Regions from separate parts of the Hordeum vulgare genome. Here region 2 is linked to region 1. Evidence: chromatin contacts called from public Hi-C data. All regions are on one chromosome and are shown on one strand. The core of a region is the stretch at or near the end of the contact, and the rest is flanking DNA. Distances in the headings are between cores, read along the strand shown.

What was found. Hi-C and Micro-C count contacts between places; a contact is called where the count stands out from the background.
Region 2: a contact with region 1 is called in a Hi-C map of seedling, with 7 times the contacts expected there. The contact joins the promoter of LOC123442858 here to the promoter of LOC123442857 in region 1. A contact is called at or near these places in 2 of 6 Hi-C or Micro-C datasets (leaf and seedling).

What each region holds. Positions count from the first base shown.
Region 1 is chr3H:38,655,122-38,657,821 of MorexV3_pseudomolecules_assembly, forward strand. LOC123442857 (DEAD-box ATP-dependent RNA helicase 40-like) reads right to left here and starts at 1,440. Exons shown (of 9, transcript XM_045119028.1): 1 at 1,314-1,440; 2 at 1-1,223. The coding sequence starts at 1,209.
Region 2 is chr3H:38,839,478-38,842,177 of MorexV3_pseudomolecules_assembly, forward strand. It overlaps LOC123442858 (transcription initiation factor TFIID subunit 15b), which reads right to left and starts at 1,325. Exons shown (of 7, transcript XM_045119029.1): 1 at 1,067-1,325; 2 at 826-1,064; 3 at 1-323. The coding sequence starts at 1,198.

The DNA of each region.
Region 1 (2,700 bases), core at 190-2,689:
TTCACCCGGGGATGATCCGCCAAGATGATGCTTTGCAGGATATGGTGGCCCTCCGACTCCATGAATATTTAGTTGATTATGGGCTTCAGGACGTTGATGACTCGAAGGCAACGTCTGGTTTGAAGGAGGAACTTGGCCATGCTGCTGACTAAGCGGCAAGGAAAAGCCAGTCTGCTTTCCTTCATGATGAGTTCCTGCATCAACCTTCACCGTGGTATTTTGTTGTCCATATTGGGTGACAAGATGACCATGGTGTGATTGCTTTCCCTGTTGAGGGGTGAACTGGAAGCCATGCTGGAGTTGGCCCTGTCGGGGGGACATTTGAGGTACTTGAGGCTGTGAAACTTGCACACCTTGTGAAGCCTGGGCAGGTTGATGAAAGCCTGGTGATTGTTGTGTGTGCTGCACTTGAGTCTGAGGCATCCTTGTTCCCTGCAACTGCTGACCTTGATTGTAAGAAGCATGCGGCATTTGTGGCTGCTGGCCTTGATTGTAAGCAGATTGTGGCATAGGCGGCCGCTGGCCATGACTGTAGGCAGCTTGCGGCATCGGGGGACGCTGACCTTGATTGTAAGCTCCTGGTGGCATCGTTGGCTGCTGACCTTGATTGTAAGCTCCTGGTGGCATCGTTGGCTGCTGACCTTGATTGGCAGCTTGCGGGATTGGCATCTGCTGACCTTGATTATACTGAGTTTGCGGCATTTGTGGCTGCTGGCCTACCTGGTATGAATATTGCTGCTGGGGTGGCATATAATGACCGTGCTGATATGGCATTGGCTGCTGATGCGCGTTTGGGTACTGATGAGCTAGGGGCTGTTGTGAACCCTGCTGGTTTGGCATCTGCTCTTGCTGCTGCTGCTGTTGATACTGAAACGGCGGTTGCTGTGCTTGCTGACCTTGATACTGAAACTGCGGTTGTTGTGCCGTCTGTTGCGGCTGCTGCTGCTGCGTCTGCTGCTGCTGCGTCTGCTGCTGCTGCTGCTGCTGCATGCCAGGCTGCGCGAAAGCCCCCGGCACTGACGTTGGCGCAGGAGCGGGCAAGGGAGGTGCGGCCGCACCCGGCTTGTCATACTGGGTGAGGTTTGTCTCGGGGTTCCAGTAGTAGAGCGTCTCGCCGTCGATTAGTGCCTTCCAAGGCGCGGGGAGCGTCGGGTCGTCAGGGGCGAATCGCGGGCCCGATGCATCCGCGGCAGCCTCTGCTCCCGCCATGGCCAGCGGCGGATCTAGACGGCGCACGCCCAGAATTTGCCAAGGTTAGTTCGTAACTAAACAGCCAGGAAACCAATAAACAGTGGACGAGTAAAAGCTCGTACCTCAATCAAAACCCCAACGGCCCGAAGATTGGGTCGCGGACGGGGCGGAGACGGCAGGCCAGGGGAGCAGCAATGAGGTAGAGCCCCGACGGCGACGGCAGCGACGCGCGTGAGGGGGACGCGCCGGCGGCGACGCGCGCGGTGAGGCGCGAGGGTTTGGGGGGGTGAGGCTTCGGCGTCGGCGTCGGCGGCGAGGGAGTGGCGTGGGGTTTGGGGGTGGGTGGGTGGCGAGGCGCCGGCGGTGACGGCGGCGATGGCGGGCGCGGCGGCAGCTCTAGCCGCTAGGGCACATCGGTGGCGAGGCTACGGGGGAGAGATTTTAGAGCCGCAATGGGGGGTTGGGTCGGGATTGGATCTTTTTTAGGTCAGGCACGGGACGGGATGGTGGGGGAGACCGCAGGAGATGGGTTTTGACGGCTCGGATCGCTCGGCTGTCTCGTGACCTACGGTGGATGCAGACCAGAGATTGAGTTCGACGTTGTATATCGGAAAAAAGGAACGGACGTCCTCAAATCTTCTCTTTTCGAATGGGATTTTTGCACAGCCCCTTTAAATCGTCCGTTTGAGAGTCTCTTCGGTTGCTTTTGTGTCATCCCTATTGCTGTTTTGTAGTTGAAATTTGTGCTCATGTCATCTTTCAGCAATCGTTGTAGAACAGAAGTGAAGCTTATTTCTATGTTGCACAAATATTTCAACATGCTTATATATTTTGTTATCCAACATATTTAAATGTACGCACGTATTTTCTGAGACTTGTGAATTAATGTCGAATACGTATGAGATATAATTAGTTTTCTCGGACTTGCGAATGCGGAATACCCATGAGATATTATTGGTTGTAAGTCATGTTGTTGAGCGATATTATGTTGTTGTGATGTGACTGCACAATTTTGTGATAATATATTGATTGCAAGTCAAGCAAATTATGTTGTTCATGTGAAGAATTGTTGCAAGATTAGATTTTTAACTGTTTTACACCATTTTAATTTAATATAGAAACCCCTTCCTGTCAAACAACGTTTTTGTATGGATGGGGATTTGAAGGATGTGTGGCTGGAGAAGGATTTGAGGTTTCAAGGGTTGGGTGGAAGAGGGGGATTCACCAAATCCCCTCAAATCCTCTCCTCCCAAAACCACCACAATCCCTTGCTGCCAAACAAGGCCTGAGGGCTTGTTCGGTTATGCAGGGTTTGAAGAGGTTTAACACGGATTGGAGGGGATTAAATCCCTTGCAAGTCAAAATCCCCCTTCAAACCTCCCCAATCCCCTTCAATCTGTGTGGTGAGGGGGTTAACCGAACATGGCCTGAAGCAACTTTTTTACTTTTTTTGACAGGGTTTTTTTCTTTAGAAACATCGAGTACAAAATCAACACTCACACACGCATT
Region 2 (2,700 bases), core at 75-2,574, 180 kb after region 1:
GGTTGTTCTCTTGGCCTCTTCCCCCATAACTGCCACCGCTCCCACCACGGTGGTCATCAAAACCACGGCCACTCCCACCATCACGATTATACCCTCCTCTTGCTCCTCCGGCACCACCATCACGACCACCAGAGTTGTAATCTCCATCACCTCTGCTGTAGCCACCGCCTCCTGAACCATGATCACCACCACCACGATTGTACCCTCCACCTCCACCAGACCTATCGTACCCACCGCCGCCGCCACCACCTCCACCTCCACTTGGGTTAACTGCCCCACACTTATTGCACTCAGTCCTCCTTGCAAAGTTCACATTAAGGCAGCTGCAACAAGAATTCATATACGTTTAGTCTCAACGATTGCATAGAAGATAATACACTCAGCATGAAAACACCTGGTAGTGTTTACAAAACTAGAGCCCACCGATGTTTCCAATAACTGAACAACATCGCAAAGAAATACAATGGTAAATTAAATGTATATGCTCTGGTGTAACAACCAATAAAATATATATATAACAGAGTAAATAACCAGGGCAAATAATGCTAGTATATCAACATATAGCCCGGCAATAATCTCAAATGTAAATTACAGACATGAATATCAAGGATCATAAGTTATGATTTTAAGGCCATAGGGCATCTAGCAGAAGTTGAAACTAAACCATCAGAATGGTGTGATGTTTGAAATTCCAGTGACCGCGCTACGGCATAAGCTCCCAACAATAAAATGTCATGAAAGTTCTGCCTAGCCTAAATCCCCACGACAGTTGAGAAGATCCCAACACCAAATCCTAGAGCGAGATAGCGAGAATTCGATACCCACCTTGCGTCAGGGCAAGTCCAGTCACCATCGCGTCCTCCCCCGCGCCCGCCACCTCTCCCGCCGCCTCCGCCACCGCCGCCGTAGCCTCCTCCACCACCACCACCCCCTCTCCCGCCGCCGCCGTACCCTCCCCCACCGCCGCCACCTCCATATCCTCCTCCGCCTCCACCGCTGCCGCCATATCCTCCACCACCGCCGCGCCCACGACCGCCTCCGCCGCCACCACCACCGCCACCTACGCAGACACGAAAAAGGTCAGATAAACGATCCAGGAAGAGGAGACAAAACCAATTCCGAGGATCCTGAGGCGACCTCGGCCGCCGTAGCCGCCGCCGCCGCCGCGGTAGTCGTCGGATCCGTACGACCCCGACATGGGGTCACGCCAAGCTAGGGTTTGGGAGTGTTGGAGAGGCCGCGAGGGCGGAGCAGAGTATTCGCGATGCAGGGGGGGAGGCGCCCGCTGTGGATTAGGGCAAAACAGTCGCGACGCGATTGCCGATTGCAAGAGCGAAACATCGCGAACATGGGCCGGATTTTTATTTTGAAGAGTCCTGTTTGATTCGGTTGCGCTGACCGACTCCGGCAGGCCTTCTCCTTCGACTGCATTCGGCTCGGCCCATTTAGATGTTTTGACGTGTGAAGCCCACTACATGACCGTCCAATCAATTTGTGTGTTTACCTTGCCTCAAAAAAAATTGTGTGTTTACCCCTCAAAAAAATATTACGTGTTTATTTGTCTTATCAAAAAAGTAATTGTGTGTTGTATTGTTTGTTTGATCTGTTTCAATTTTATATGACTCATCTTTAATTAGAAATTCATATAATAACCATGACGCAATTCAGCAACCGTGAAGTGAGTCGTAACATTTCTCTACAAGAAAAATAAATAAGAAACTTGCAGTTAATCTGAATCTTAATTTTAGAAGACAAATTCTATTATTTTTGCTGGAGCTGAAAGACATTTTTCACTTACACGGCATGCATTAATGAACAAGACTAGTGCAACTTCACATCGGGTCTTGCATGTAGGACACACCTCTCAAATATTTGTGGCTTATTTAGGGAATGTTAGGGAAGATGTCTAGATTGAACAAACAAACGAAGAATAAAGATCCATGACTAAAAGCTACATGTGGTTCTTTGAAGTCGGTGTCTCCAGTTTTCACCTTTTGCATATCTGCACTCCACCATAACATTAGTGAAGAAACCATAGAAAAGCTTTTCCAGGGAAAGAACTATAGAAGACAAGGCCTGCATACTAAATTAGCCTCAAAGATTTTGAAAAGAAGCACAAACCGCCCACCCAACCGATGAAAATATAAGATCATATTACGTGTTATGACCAAATACACATCCATTGACCCTTGGAACAAAAGTTGCCGAAGTGTACTTCGTCACCAAACTCACAGGAAACAGACTATGAGCACCCTATCACAGAAGAATAGAAGAAGAGTATCTTTAACCAAAGCATACTTCACAGGGTTGTCGTCACCGTTCACAAAACATATGCCGAAGCTCAGAGCAAAATTCATAAGATCAGGGTCTTATCACGTCAACACACTACGAGGGAGATAGGGCCTTTAGAGATTCGATCTATAAGCCTTAAAAACTATTTTAAAAAGGTATATTTTTGTAAGTCACACAAATGATGGGTTCTTAGTTCTACTCCCCCCCCCCCCCCCCCCCGCGCGTTCGAAAATATATGGTGTATTAATTTTTTTTGTTAGGTCAAACATTCTATATTTGACCAATTTTAAAGAGAGAAATATCAACATGTACAATACAAATAAACAAAATATGAAACTATATTTTACGAATTTAATTGTACTATTTTGATACGGTAGATATTGATATTTTTCTCACTACGTTAGGTTC